Regions from separate parts of the Mus musculus genome. Here regions 2, 3, 4 and 5 are each linked to region 1. Evidence: chromatin contacts called from public promoter capture Hi-C data. All regions are on one chromosome and are shown on one strand. The core of a region is the stretch at or near the end of the contact, and the rest is flanking DNA. Distances in the headings are between cores, read along the strand shown.

Region 1 (2,700 bases), core at 193-2,692:
CTGAAAAGTCCCCAGATTCCAAATGTCACACAATCACAGAAACTATCTACAGCTGGCAAATCCATGCCTCTGCTGGAGCACGAGGCAAATCATAGTCAGCTGCGGCAGTCGCTCAGAAGCAGCCCCGTATCCCACACCTGGGACTAGAGGGAAAACAGTCTTATCATATTTCTGTGTTTCTTAAGGAAACCAAAATTCCAAAATTGTCACTTCAAATGATGATCACTACTGGAAAAACTCCAGTTGTCCAATCCTTCAGCTTGCAGCAAGCTGGATGACCATCCCAGAAACACTGAAACGTTAAAGGGACGGTGTTCTAGTGCTCCACACAGCTCAGAGGACCCGAAGGGCTGCATGCAAGTGGTTGCTAAGAAGTATTTTTTTTTATTTATATTTATATTTGTGTGTGTGTGTGTGTGTGTGTGTGTGTGTGTGTCTGTGTGTGTGTCTGTGTGCTAGTATACTGGCTCCCTTTGAGGTGAGGCAAGGATGTTCTCTTCCAGTCCTCTGCGAGAGCAGCAAGCATAATTGGAACACTGAGCCATCTCCCCAGCCAGGTTATAAAGAAGTATAAGCATTTTGCTATTGTTGTCTTCTTGCATCTCCACAAACATAGTTTCGTGTTTTAAAGATGCTTATAACTAGTCATTAATATTAATATAGTTCATTAAATAATACATAGGTTGGCCGGGCGTGGTGGCGCATGCCTTTAATCCCAGCACTCGGGAGGCAGAGGCAGGCGGATTTCTGAGTTCGAGGCCAGCCTGGTCTACAAAGTGAGTTCCAGGACAGCCAGGGCTATACAGAGAAACCCTATCTCGAAAAACAAAAAACAAAAAAACAAAACAAAACAAAAATAATACATAGGTTGAACCTAGGGTCTCCGGCTTGCCAGGCATACTCCCTATCACTGAGCTATCTCCTTAGGCCAAGGGCTCCATGTTTTACTTTGTGTTATCATCCCTGGGAACAGTGTATCAGGTGAGGAGATCCCATAGAAGTCACCAGAATGGCCCTGTGGCTCAGTGAGCTTCACCAGACAGACATCTTGTATTCAGATATCAGGAGCCATTCTTGTCTGACATTTGGATGCAAATAATCTCTGAGAAATTCCTTCTTTCTCTGGCCCCATATGTTTCAGCCGTGGCTCCCAGCATCCTACCCCATCTTGAGAACATGCAAAGAACTCATTCAAACACGCCATCTGCTTCTCCCACTTGGACTCAGGCTGAGTATTTCTCAGAGCATCTCCTTGGGCACGGACGTTGGCAAGGACAGTTTAAAACTGCCCCTGCCAGGGCCCACAAGCTCCACTTCTGTGGAGATTTTTCCAGGGGCCAAAAACATCTCCAGTGTTCTGGCCTGGAGCAGCCAATGGAAACCACAGCCAGGACCCCTCCCACTCTCCCCCAGTGGCATCCCGGCTTCCTGCCTTCTGTTTCTCTCTCTCTCTTGCCTGTCTGCCTGACTCAGAAGTGAGGACTTACTGGGCAGCTGCTTCAGAGTACTGGGGACTTCCAAGATACCTCACCTTATTATCTGTCCTGTGGTTTCTGGGGGTGCTCTGTAAAGATGTCCTGGAGACGGGTCATTCTCCTGTCATCTCTCTTGGCCCTGGTGCTCCTGTGTAGTGAGTATGGGAGGGTCAAAGGGTGGGTGGTGTTAGCTACACAGGAATACTTACTACGTATAGGTAAATTTGTTCAGGTGGCATAGGTAGGAGGGGTGTGTTTAGTAAGGAAACTATTCTTGGTGTGTGTTTGTGTGTGTGCAAAAGATAATGTAATAGAGAAAAACAGCAAAGATAAAAAATAGGAAGCAACCCAGCTCATATGGTGGGTTTCCATCAAGACTGGATGGTATGCCAAGGGGCAGAGCGCCCCATATGCAGTCTGGCAAGCCACTGCACCCAGAACTATCGAAGCCCCACCGGGGCCTCTGATGTTGCCACCTTTCCTTGTGCCTTACCCTACAGTGCTACAGGAGGGGACCAGCGCTTCTGTGGGGAGCAGGCAGGCAGCTGCAGAGGGGGTGCAGGAAGGTGAGTCTAGGGGCGATCCCTACATGTGGGAGAGGTGGATCCTGCTCCCCCATCCCATGTGCGTGTGAAGAGCCCTTTTCTGGTTTCAGGTGTGAAACAGAAGATTTTCATGCAAGAATCTGATGCCTCCAATTTCCTCAAGAGGCGTGGCAAGCGGTCTCCTAAGTCCCGAGATGAAGTTAATGGTAAGGCTGCTGGATGGTCTCCCTCCCACTGTGGAAGACCAAAGCCCCAAGAGATTAAAGTTCTGGGAGCAGTAGTACGATATCTGGGGCCAGTGAGATGGCTCAAAGGGTGAAAGTGAGTGGAATTAAGTCCTTGGATTGCATTTGGTAGAAGACAACTGGCCCCAAAAAGTTGCTCTCTGACCTCCATGTGCACACAGTGGTAGGAATATGTCCCTAGTAAATTAAATAAATAAAAATATAGAAACGGTATCATATTTCACTGTCTGTGGGCCACTGGTTGAACTGAATGTGGCATCAGAGTAAAGAACTGTATAAAATAAACCACCTTAAGAGGACCAGGGGGCTGGTGAGATGGCTCAGTGGGTAAGAGCACCCGACTGCTCTTCCAAAGGTCTGAAGTTCAAATCCCAGCAACCACATGGTGGCTCACAACCATCTGTAACAAGATCTGACGCCCTCTTCTGGGGTGTC
Region 2 (2,700 bases), core at 21-2,520, 870 kb after region 1:
AAAAAAAAAAATTCACTTTAATGAGGCTTTATTAAATCCAAAAGGTAACAGGCAACATTTTTCATGTGTTTACTATGTGCTACAAAAGAGTGGCAACATTTTAAGTATTTTTTTTCTTTTGCAATTCTCATGACAATCCTATTATGTTTCTAAGTTTTCAAATGTGGTTTAGAGAGATTAAGTAATTTGCTGAAGATGCTGATAGAACCAGAATTCAAAGCCAGACAGAGGGTTCTGACTCTACAATCTAATTCTTGGGGGCAGGATTTTGTTTTTTGTGGTTTTGTTTTGTTTTGTTTTTGGATGCACCAATTCACCGTGGGCATTCTGCAAACCTGGACAGATTCCTTGTTCCAGGCCAGAGAACTAGAGAATAGGATCCCACCTTCTCAGCCAGGCGGTGGTGGCTCACGCCTTTAATCCCAGCACTTGGGAGGCAGAGGCAGGTGGATTTCTGAGTTCGAGGCCAGCCTGGTCTACAAAGTGAGTTCCAGGACAGCAAGGGCTACACAGAGAAACCCTGTCTCAAAAATCAAAAAAAAAAAAAAAAAAAAAAAAAAAACCCAAAACCAAAAACCAAACGATCCCACTTTCTCTCCAGATGGGTTGCTTCTTCTCAGAACACTGGATCGTCAGTAGCAATGCAACCTATACACACTACCAAACTGGAGCTTCATCCAGACTTGGAGGTACCGTCTGTATCACTGTTCTCATTGTACAATGATGGAACGCAACTCTCACCAGAGGGGGTTGTCGGTCAGCAGCAGGCAAAGTCTCCAGTTTTGTTTTGTTTATTGCCTTGCGCTTCTGACAATTCCCAAAGTATCTATTTCAATCTACCCTACCGAGGACCCCCACCGCCTCCCTACCTCCCTCGACTCGCTCTTTGATTCCGAACAGGACGCACGGCAAACACTGATCTACTTGTTAATCTTGCTCCGTCAAAGCCAATAGAAAATCCGCAGCTCGACACAGTCGCTCCCACTGAGTAGAAGGCCTGCGGATTTTGTTTAGTTTTCTGAAGGGATGGGATTTACCCAAACCCCCCGGTTTGACTCCGGGATAGGTTACCTCTTGATGGTAAGGCTTCGGAAAAGTGGGTACCACGCGGAGAACTGACAGTGACTAACATGCTCCTTCTTCATTCTCCAGCTGCCGCGTCAATAGCCGCCTTTCCCTCTCCCGCCAGCCCTCTCCCGGAACCCTGCGCAGCACTTCCGGAAGTGCCGACCGAGCCGTCTTAAAGAAAGGACTCTTCCGGTCCGTAAAAGTCCGCTGGCGCTAGACTCTAGAGCCATGGTAGACTGTATGCTTAGCGTGCCCACACAGACGCGCAAGACACACAGAGATCTGAGTCCGCAGAGAAGAGGCACGAAAGCGTAGATTTTTAGGAAGCTTACATCTCCGCTTTCGTCTGTATGCACCTCGACCCGGAAGGTAATCATCTGAAGCTAGCTGAGCTTCTACGGGTGCCTGGAGGAGGACGTGTGCACATCCTCCTTGCACCACGAGAGGCGCCGGTGTCTCTAGCGGTGGCGCCTGATTCTACGGAGACTGCAGCTTCTGCCTGATCCTTTTTCCTTTCCTCCTCAATCCCTTCCACATCCCACAGTTTAGTGTAGGTAAGTGGGCGCGAGCCAACCTCGGTACTAAGTGTCCTTGGAGAGGGGAAGGGAAAAAAGGGCGCGAGCACAACCGATGGTGCCCAGAGTACAGCCCGCCGCGCGCGCGTGTCTCCGCGTCTGCGCCTGAGCGCGAGACGAGAACCCGGGATCCAGGCGGACCAGCCTGGGCTACGAGAGGAACCTGGGAACAGCACAGTAAATGTTGGAACACATCAGTTGAGGCATCTACAAGAAGGATGGCCCCTTCTCATTCCGGAAAGTAGATTTTAGAGACACAGGGAAGAAGTCCCGCATGCACGATTCTGGGGAGGAGGGTGGTATTTTACGATCCTGAAGATGAAAGAAGCGATGTTCGTCTGAGAAATCAAGAAAAAGGGGAAAGTTGTGTCTTTTAAGCTTAAAGTTTAGTCCAATTCCGAAAAAGTTACCAGTGTGGAAAAAGCACATATTTTTATCAATGTCTCTGCAATGATGAAATCGTAAAAGGTTGGAAGAGTTTGTATACGACAACTTGTGATATCATTTTTCTCCCTACTCCTTTTTCCATCTATCATCCTACAAAGTTCAGTTTCTTTTTAAAAAAAAAAAAAAAAAAGGAAAAAAATCACCAGCTGCAAGAGACAGGCCTTTCAAACCCTCTGGTGCTTCCTGTAATGTAGAAGCCTTGGGCATGTTCCAAGCACGTATTTGTCCAGAAGCACCACATTTCTGATACTCACCCTCACAGAAAAATAAATTGCATTTTCCACAGCGCATCTAAGCAGTTTAAATTAGAGAGAGAGGAAAAACCCCAGCCACTGTTGACCTCTTTAGAAAGGTATTTGTTAGAACTGATGAACAGAATCCTCTGTATTTTGAATTAGAATTCGTGCTCGCGCGTGCACACACACACAGGAGAGGTATACATTGTTTGAAATGTTACAGGTAAAGTGGTTGGAAGCATTGCTTAAAGAATACCTTCCAAAATCAAGATCAATGGTTTATAATGTTGCAGTGTATAATGATGTGTTGTGGATAGCAGAGCTTCTTATTTAAGAATGGTGGTATCCAGAATTAATCAATCCTGGGTTTTGTT
Region 3 (2,812 bases), core at 199-2,698, 830 kb after region 1:
CAACTTCAAAATATATTACTAAAAAACCAACACAATTAGAAACCAAAAGATTTTAACATGCACGGTTGCTCAATAACTAAAAAATCAAGTGGCCAAAGGAAAAAAAATTGGGAAAGATTTTTTCCCCATGTGATAAAGTCTCCATATAAAAAATAAAGAAATAGCACAAAGAACCCCTGCCAGTATTGCTCATCTGTAATTCTATCCCTTCCCCGAAAATGTGTTTGATCTGAAAAGGATGCGCGTTTGCTTCCAAAGCTACATATTTCAGCAACAAGCCTGGTCTAGATCCATGAGTCTGCAGAACACAGCACACGCTGGACTTCCTTTGTTTGGCATGATCAAGTTACAAAGCCAAACTTACAATAGCAAGACTCAAAATTAAACAACATTCTGTCCAGAAAGCAATAAAACAAGTTATCAGCAACACAAGTCACAGGGAAAAGACTAGAAAGGAACAACATTGATTTTCTAAGACTCTAAAATAAGAGGCAGATGGATCTTTGTGAGTTCCAGGCCAACTTGCTCTACATAGTGAGTTCTGAGCTAGCTAGAGCTATGCAGTGAAACCCCCCCACCTTCTGCCTCTGTGTGTCTCTCTCTTATATACACACACACAATGTAAATAAGGATTTTAAATTCTAGCCGTACATCATCATCCCTGAGGGGGCTTCTGAAACCTTACCCAGTGTCCATCCTAGACTCACAGAATGGGTGGGCTACTGACCTGATGTGCATAGAACAGTTAAGACTCTACAGCCCTGAATCAAGTTGCCCAACAACAATAAACATAGACACGCCAAAGTGTCACTAGGTACAAACACTTCAGTTATATGTCACGAGCCAAACTACTTACAGACACGAGTGAGCTTTCTACAAGAATAGCCACAAAATAATATATTCAAGAAAGTGTCTAACAAACTCTGATACACGTACCATTGAGTAAATGCAAATGGGTTTTACAATATGGTCTAAATCTCGGAACGGAAACTGTCAGGATGTTTAGACTGGCATGCTTCTCGCTTTTAAAAATGAACTCTTTTTCAGATCTGCAGGATCTCAGCTACCATTACTTATATACTCGTCCAACTTCACTTTAATTCCTCAACTCTTTTACAGGCTAAACAGCTGCGTCTACCTGTCAGCCCCACTGAGTTAGTGATCAGGACATTTGCCAGGGACAGGAGGCAGCTTGGCAGGTTCCAACATTTTCAACTGCCGATATGAAATAACTAGTTTAGTATCTATACACTGCAGGCAGATAACACTTACCCCACAGCATATACAGACTGAGATACAGAACTAAATGATAATAAAAGCCTTCCGGGAAGGGAGCGTGTTCTAGACAAAAGGCTGGTTTTACCCTGTTCTAACTGCCTAGATGCTGCCTGCCACAGGCCACACCTCGCGAACACAAGTCTGCCACTTCCACATCAAGATAACTTCCTCCAACGTTCAAGGCTATCTTGTTTGATGCTTCCTGTGGGCAGTACAGCAGCTAGCACAGCACAGACACACACAGCAGGCTGCCAACGTCTTTACCAGGAAGCAGAGAAGCGACTCCTGCCTGCGGGATCAGATGTCTGTCTATGAACTCACCCTGCTTCCCAGGCCTCGGAGGTTTCTTTCCGTCCAGCTGGAACTTTCCCAAGCATCCTTCCTTGTCTCGACCTCTGCTCCCCTGTCCTTTCAGATGTGTTTGTGATTGTGTGCATGTGTGCTGTGTTCACATGTGTCTTCAGAGAACCTGCCTCTCACCAGCCAGAAGTACCAAGGCGACAAGCACTGGCAAGGATCTGGGGACCAGGAGTCCTCACGGACTGTGGGGAGGAAGGTAAGCTAGTCTAGCTGAGGAAGAGCATGCAAGTGCCCTACAAAGTTAAAGAGGCTCCTAGGGAGGCTCGGCCTTTGAAGGCACTTGCTGACAAACCTGAGGTCCTGGGCTTGATCCCAGGAACCCACATGGTGGAAAGACAGAAGCACACTCAAGTCCATGTTCTCACACGATCAATGTAAATAAATAAAGAGATTAAAAACAGACACACCATATGACCCAGCATCCCAGTTCTTGGGCATACATCCAAAGACGTGAATACCTGAAAGAACAGTTGTCCCCCAATCTCAATTTCCACACTACCCACAACAACCTGGAAGTGCAGACAAATAGATAAAGAAAATGTGGTCCAAACACACAACAGAACTGTTGAGCAATAAGAAACATAGCTGCCTAGTACTCTGGGGCAATGCGGATGAACTGGGAGGCGTAATGTAAGTGAACTAATCCAGGAAAAAGGGCAAATACCACAGGATCTCATTCATATGTGAACTCAACCAGGGATCTTCCACGGGTCAAGGGTAGAAAGACGGCTACCAGAGGCTGGTGTGGGGAGCGACGTGGCAGAAGATGATCAATAGTTAATAAAGAAGAATAAGAAGTTCTGTATGCTACTGCACAGAGGGGAGACCATTGGGGCCTCCAACATTTAACTACTGGGATAGGATACTGTCACCTCCAACGTCTCTAGTGACACTTATACCTATCCTGGAGGCTGGGGTGCCTGCCAGACAATGAGGATGTGCTGTCAGTTCAGTAAACTCAGGCCAGAAACGGGAGAATTTTGAATGTTCTTACCATAAAGGGATGACAAACATTTGAGTAGGAACTCCTTTGGTTTCCCATATGAATGAAATCATGTAGTACTTGCCCTTTGCCTGGATTAGTTCACTTATGTAAGGAATCCAGAACTAAACAGGACATGATGCAGACATGCACTCAAACATTAAATTCATATCCAATTTATGTTTTTATATA
Region 4 (2,821 bases), core at 10-2,509, 780 kb after region 1:
AATCTTCCTGTCTCTATTTTCCAAGTGCTGGGATGACAGGTATGTACCCCCAAAGCTTGGTTCTTTCTATGGCCATTTAAATCTCTATTGTTCTCTTCCAATTATTTTGTTCTCCAGCTTTGTCTCCACCTCAATCACTGTGGGATATTGTCATTGTCATTATTACATTGTTACATTGTCCCCATCTCAGTCGGTCATTGGGGGAGATCACCATTGCCATTGTTACATTGTCCCCATCTCAGTCGGTCATTGGGGGAGATCACCATTGCCATTGTTACATTGTTCCCATCTCATCAATTTAGGGCGACTCAAACAGGCACTAGTGGGTAAATTTGGAGCCACTTCAGAGAGGAGAGGGCATTTCCTGATGTTCAGTGAGGACCAGCAACTAGACCCGTGCCAGCGTCTTAGCAAATCTAAGAAGGATGGTCACAACCTGCCGACTCTTCGGAACTGACCATTTACAGGGGAAGGTAATCAGTAGCCAAGGCCAGACAGTGTTTATTTATTTGTTTATTCATTCATTTTTGCAGTACTGGGGATTGAACCCAGGGCCTTGGGTATGCTAGGCCAGCCGCAGCCCCCCAGCCAAGCCTATATACTTAGTTAATACACTGACCATAGAGCCTTCATCTGGGGGAGCTAAGGAAAACGAGTCTAGCATGACTTCACATAAAGGGTGGCTCATGAAACATTAGAGGCAGCATGATAAGAAGGTAGTTTAGGTAAGCAGGGTAGCCACAGGGTAGCATGCACTGGGACAGGTGAGGATGTGTTGCGGGAAATATTAAAAACGAACCGGCATGTTCCTGTGCTTGTGCCAGCAACTCTCTGCCCCGGCGGCATGACCAGGCATGCACTGGTGGGCAATGGCTGTCCTTTTTTATCTTGACCTTTTTTTGAAGCACAGGGTCGCTACCATGCCAGCCCTATGCTTCAAAGCCCTCACAGCCTTTGCACATCTGGCAAACCCATGCTTTGCCGCCATACCGTCCTCACTGGAACCCAGTTGAAATGCCATGAGAAGAAAAACACCACACAAACTTAGCTCAGAAACAATGGTAACTCATTCTCTGGGCACAACAACTAAAACCCAATCTTGTAAGCCTTATTAAATTTGATTCCTCCAGTGGCAAATCCTGGCAGATCCACTATGATACCGGGAAACTCTAGCAGTTACATCTTGCCCTTACTCTATTCCCGTTCCAAATGCCCCTACCTCTCTTCTCTTTCTCTTCCGCCATCCAATCCGGAAGTCCCACCTACTCACCCAGTGATTGGCTCCTTTATTCATTAGAGGATTGGTTCACAAGAAGTCACCTGGTATGTGACTCACTCCTTGTCCACAACCCCTCCCAGGAGAATGGAATTAGCATCGAAATACAAATAGCACCAGGCCCATCCACAACAAAGATGGAATGTTCCAGAAGCCAGGCTGTACTGCTCAGAGCTCACTGATGAAGGCTGAGGGATAGATCGGACCAGATGTGGAGAGCTAAGTGAGTGAGGCCCTGGGCTTCATCCCCAGCAACATAAAGAAAAAGAAAAAGAAAAAAAAAATCCAGAGATTAGAAATGTAAGATTATTCCAAGTGAAGGAAGGTCTTTGAAAAGAAAGGCCCTTGAAAACGGAGATCCCCCCCCCCCAAGGGGAAGGAAAAGGAGCTTTCACAGGGCAGGAGTGCAGGCCCGGAGCAGCCACCACGTAATGAAAGCAATGTTCCACCAGGCAACCAAGATCCTCAGCAAGATTCTGAGGGTGGCTAATTGCTATTAAACCAATAAACAGGGAACCATGTTCTTCATCTCCCAGACAAGCCCACGTGGCCTGTTTTACCAATCCTTTGTGGTTTTAAACCATATAAAACAAAGTCTTTCTTTCACCCCAACCATCAACTGGCTTTCCTGCTTCATTTAATCCACAAGTGTTTTCCATTGCTTCACAGAGAAAAACCACCCCACCCTCCCTCCAAAGTAATCTATTTCTAGCTGAAGACCATGGTGTGGCCCCAACATGTCACAGACTGGGTGTTCCAAGACAGCAGCTAAGCTTTCTAGATCATTCTCGAGACTGCTCACCAAGACCTTTCTGAGCTGGGTGAACACTTAGAGGCCACCTTAGGGACCTGGGCAGCGGGCTCCTGAAGTGGTAAACATCCTCATTTATGTCTCTATTTGGAAATATGGACACTTGTACACAGGAGACAGTTGTAGCAATGCACTGAACTTGCAGTGAGTCCCCTGGAGAAAAACTACTGTGGTCCCAAGCCCTGTAGGTCTTGCCTCAATTCTCTTCCACACCAGTCAGCCTCGCAGCTGGGGGTGGAACTCAGTGATTGTACTATTAATGTCAGTTGTCAGCTTGACGCAGCCTAGGGTCACCTGAGATGAAATCCATAGAGGAATTTTCTGGATCCCATTGGCCTGCTGCCATGTGTGTAAGAAAGGTGCAAGAGGCCTGGGAAGACATCTCAATCAGTAAAGAACCTGCTGTGCGAGCTCAAGGACCTGAGTTCAATTCCCAGCACCCCCATAAAGTCAGGTATAGCGGCATGCACTTGTAATTCCAGGACCAGGAGGTGGACAGGGGGATCCTGGGGCTTACCAGTCCAATCTTCAAGCCGCAGATGCCACTGAGAAAGCGTGTCTGTGAGTGAAGAAATGGCTCAGCAGCTAAAACTGCTCCTCTTACAGGAGACACTGGTTCTGATCTCAGCATTCCAATGGTGGCTCACAACCATCTGTAACTCCAGTTCCAGGGCATCTGCCTCTTCTGGCCTCCAAGGGTACTGCATACATATGGTGCATACATAGACAACCAA
Region 5 (2,700 bases), core at 192-2,691, 970 kb after region 1:
GGGCTGTAAGACCAAACAACACAGGAAAAAAAGTCTACACTGACTTTGTAATGTGAAAGAAAATATAGCTTGCAAAGCCAGAATTAACAATCTAGTTGATCAAAATGCTTTCCCTAAAAATATTCCACTATAGCTGGTCCATGATAGCAGGTCGTGGTGGCACACACCTTTAGTCCCACACTAAGGAGGTGGAGGCAAGCAGATCTCAGGGTTTGAGGCCTCTGGGGTCTACATAGCTAGTTCCTGGATAGCCGGGGCTCCACAGAGTAACACGGTCTCAAAGAAAAAAAAAATTGACTGCATACAAATGAATGAGATGAGGTTTATTTTTAGTGGTCCCGGGGTAAATAGCAAAGTACTAAAGTTCCTAAGTGTGAAGAAAGAGTCAAAGGTCTAATCAGGCTCTTAGAAGTTAAAGAGGAGCCTGGCAGTGATGGCGCACGCCTTTAATCCCAGCACTCGGGAGGCAGAGGCAGGCGGATTTCTGAGTTCGAGGCCAGCCTGGTCTACAAAGTGAGTTCCAGGACAGCCAGAGCTATACAGAGAAACCCTGTCTCGAAAAACAAACAAAACAAAAACAAACAAACAAACAAACAAAAAAACCAAGGGGAAGAAGAAGAAGCAGCAGCAGCACAGAGATGTCACACAGTTGGCCCTGAAAATCCACTTAAGAACTGGGAGGTCAGCGGAGCGTGGTGGCGCTCGCCTGTAATCCCAGCACTCAGGAGGCGGGAGTTCGAGGCCAGCCTGGTCTACAAAGTGAGTTCCAGGATAGCCAGGGCTATACAGAGTCGAAAAACAAAAAACAAAAACCAAACAAACAAAAGAACTGGGAGGTCTTAGAAAGTGTCTCCTCCCACAGACCAGTCTCTGCCAATAGCCAAATTCCCACTTCTTTAAGGGAAAGAAATTAAAAGAAGCTGTCCCCAAGCCAGGACCCAATAAGAAAGATGGGTAGATTACGTGGAAACAAAGCCAGGGATGTCTAACTGTGAAGGTTAGACACTGGTGAGACCTCGACACTGACAATTCCCAAGCTTCCCTCCGTCTGTCTCCTCTGCTCTCCAAGGCCAGATTCCTCACAGGCCAGAAGCTCCCCGGAGCCACCACAAGCTGCACAGGAGCCCCCTCTGGTCCTTGCCCTCTGCCCGCTGCATCCCCAACCTGAGGGGCGTGCACGGTCGCCTCGAGGCTCTCCGCTCTTGGCTTTCCTAGGCCGGTATCCATAGACGCCCCTCTCCGTCTGGTAACCGCGCCGGAGAAGCAGAACGGCCCGGCGGAGAGCTCTCCCTGCAGCTGCCACAGTGGCGGCCGATGCCATATCCAATCTGGGGTCGAAGACGCCGTGGAAGAATAGAAAAATAAGAGCTACAACCAAGGAGAGCGAGGGTCCGGTGCAGGAGAGGAGACCCGAACACACCACGTGAGTCTGAGGACCCGTCCCAGGATAACGCCCCCAGGCCTCATTGGTCAAGAGGCGGGCCTCTCAGGGCCAATGAAAGGCTGGAATCTGAGGAGTAGGCACGCCTTGTATACAGGCTGGTAGGTTTGGGGGAGATCTCGGGGTCAAAGGCCTCCTGGATTTGGACCCCGTGCAAGGCTGGCGACCCGCCTTAATAGTCACCCTCTGCTGGAAGCTCCAGAGTACAGCCGCGTAGTTTTCATTACAGAAACAACGAATGCAGAAAGAAAGAATTTGGGAGAGAGAAGAAAACTCAATTTCACCTTGTTTTAAAGTTAGCCTGCAAATTGATAGGTTTCATCACTACATTGCATTTTTATTCATACTTCGTTCTCTGTTGTCCTTCCTTACCGTCCCTCCCCTTTGATGCCTTCTACTCTCCTGTATTCTCCCCTCTTCTCTCCTCCCGCCCCACCCTCCCAGCCCCCAACCTCACCCTGAGACAGGGTTTCTCTGTGTCCTGGAACTCGCCCTGTAGATCAGGATGGCATTGAACTCAGAGGTCTGCCTGCCTCTCTGCCTCCTGAGTGCTGGGATCAAAGGCATGGGCCACCACCACCCTACTAAGGCCTTTATATTGGTGCTGTGATGTAAGGATGCTGCCCTATCAACCAACATATAGAAGTAGGTAGGTACAGTAGCCAAACAAGCCCTCCACTAGGCAGGTATCAGACTACAAGTTCTAATGCCAACCTTACTAGGCCATGTAGTTACTTAGACCTTAAATGTATTAGCATATATGATTTGTGAAACTGATGTTCTCCTCTTAACATTTTTCACACATGTATATGTACTTTGATCAAATTCCTCACCCCATTCAACCTCCTCTTGTCCCTGCCCCCACTAGCTCTTCCTTCCTCCCAAATGTGACTGCTTCCATTTTCATGTTTCTTATAATGCTCTCTGTCTATGGGAGTTTTGCCTGCATGTATGTCTGTGCACCAGGTGCAAACAGTGCCTGTGGATCCACAAAGAGGACATAAGCACCCAGGAACTGGAGTAACAGATAGCTGTTGCCACCATGTGGGCACTGGGAATCCAAGCCAGATCCTCTGGGAGAGTAGCCAGGGTTCTCGAGTTCCTCTCCAGCCCTTTAAGATTCTATATATCTATATCTATGTATGCCTGTATATGTATATATATTCCAATATATATTTGTTTTTCTCTCTGAGCCTGGCTTACTTTGCTTAATGTGATGTGGTGGTCTGAATAAGAGTGGTCCCCATAGGCTCATAGAT

What was found. Promoter capture Hi-C pulls out the DNA fragments that hold promoters and counts their contacts.
Region 2: a contact with region 1 is called in a promoter capture Hi-C map of hippocampal neurons, with 4 times the contacts expected there. The contact joins the promoter of Nudt5 here to the promoter of Ucma in region 1. A contact is called at or near these places in 12 of 39 promoter capture datasets (the 3T3-L1 cell line, the HPC-7 cell line, cranial neural crest and 8 more), 7 of 115 datasets of contacts at active chromatin or transcription factors (bone marrow-derived macrophages, embryonic limb bud, embryonic stem cells and 2 more) and 1 of 9 other capture datasets (embryonic stem cells).
Region 3: a contact with region 1 is called in a promoter capture Hi-C map of embryonic stem cells, with 5 times the contacts expected there. The contact joins the enhancer-like site here to the promoter of Ucma in region 1. A contact is called at or near these places in 6 of 39 promoter capture datasets (the 3T3-L1 cell line, cranial neural crest, embryonic stem cells and 3 more) and 1 of 9 other capture datasets (embryonic stem cells).
Region 4: a contact with region 1 is called in a promoter capture Hi-C map of embryonic stem cells, with 4 times the contacts expected there. The contact joins the enhancer-like site here to the promoter of Ucma in region 1. A contact is called at or near these places in 7 of 39 promoter capture datasets (the 3T3-L1 cell line, 3T3-L1-derived adipocytes, the C10 cell line and 4 more).
Region 5: a contact with region 1 is called in a promoter capture Hi-C map of cranial neural crest. The contact joins the promoter of Dhtkd1 here to the promoter of Ucma in region 1. A contact is called at or near these places in 8 of 39 promoter capture datasets (the 3T3-L1 cell line, cranial neural crest, embryonic stem cells and 5 more) and 2 of 115 datasets of contacts at active chromatin or transcription factors (embryonic stem cells and large pre-B cells).

Annotation. Positions count from the first base shown.
Region 1 is chr2:4,974,680-4,977,379 of GRCm38.p6, forward strand. Ucma (upper zone of growth plate and cartilage matrix associated) reads left to right here and starts at 1,443. Exons shown (of 5, transcript NM_001113558.2): 1 at 1,443-1,630; 2 at 1,976-2,041; 3 at 2,131-2,226. The coding sequence starts at 1,573.
Region 2 is chr2:5,843,764-5,846,463 of GRCm38.p6, forward strand. Nudt5 (nudix (nucleoside diphosphate linked moiety X)-type motif 5) reads left to right here and starts at 1,271. Exons shown (of 10, transcript NM_016918.3): 1 at 1,271-1,622. It overlaps Cdc123 (cell division cycle 123), which reads right to left and starts at 1,414. Exons shown (of 13, transcript NM_133837.5): 1 at 1,072-1,414. The coding sequence starts at 1,145.
Region 3 is chr2:5,800,028-5,802,839 of GRCm38.p6, forward strand. All of the region lies in intron 10 of Cdc123 (cell division cycle 123), which reads right to left. Among named protein-coding and RNA genes, the nearest start is that of Gm29984, 24 kb to the right of the region's middle. Within about 2 kb of position 1,449, at least 104 of the 459 cell types and tissues checked have an H3K27ac peak or open chromatin away from gene starts, as enhancers often do. A contact at or near this core is called in embryonic stem cells and hematopoietic stem and progenitor cells, where this site is marked.
Region 4 is chr2:5,759,497-5,762,317 of GRCm38.p6, forward strand. No RefSeq gene overlaps it. Among named protein-coding and RNA genes, the nearest start is that of Gm29857, 33 kb to the left of the region's middle. Within about 2 kb of position 1,260, at least 8 of the 459 cell types and tissues checked have an H3K27ac peak or open chromatin away from gene starts, as enhancers often do. A contact at or near this core is called in embryonic stem cells, where this site is marked.
Region 5 is chr2:5,941,351-5,944,050 of GRCm38.p6, forward strand. Dhtkd1 (dehydrogenase E1 and transketolase domain containing 1) reads right to left here and starts at 1,442. Exons shown (of 17, transcript NM_001081131.2): 1 at 1,165-1,442. The coding sequence starts at 1,321.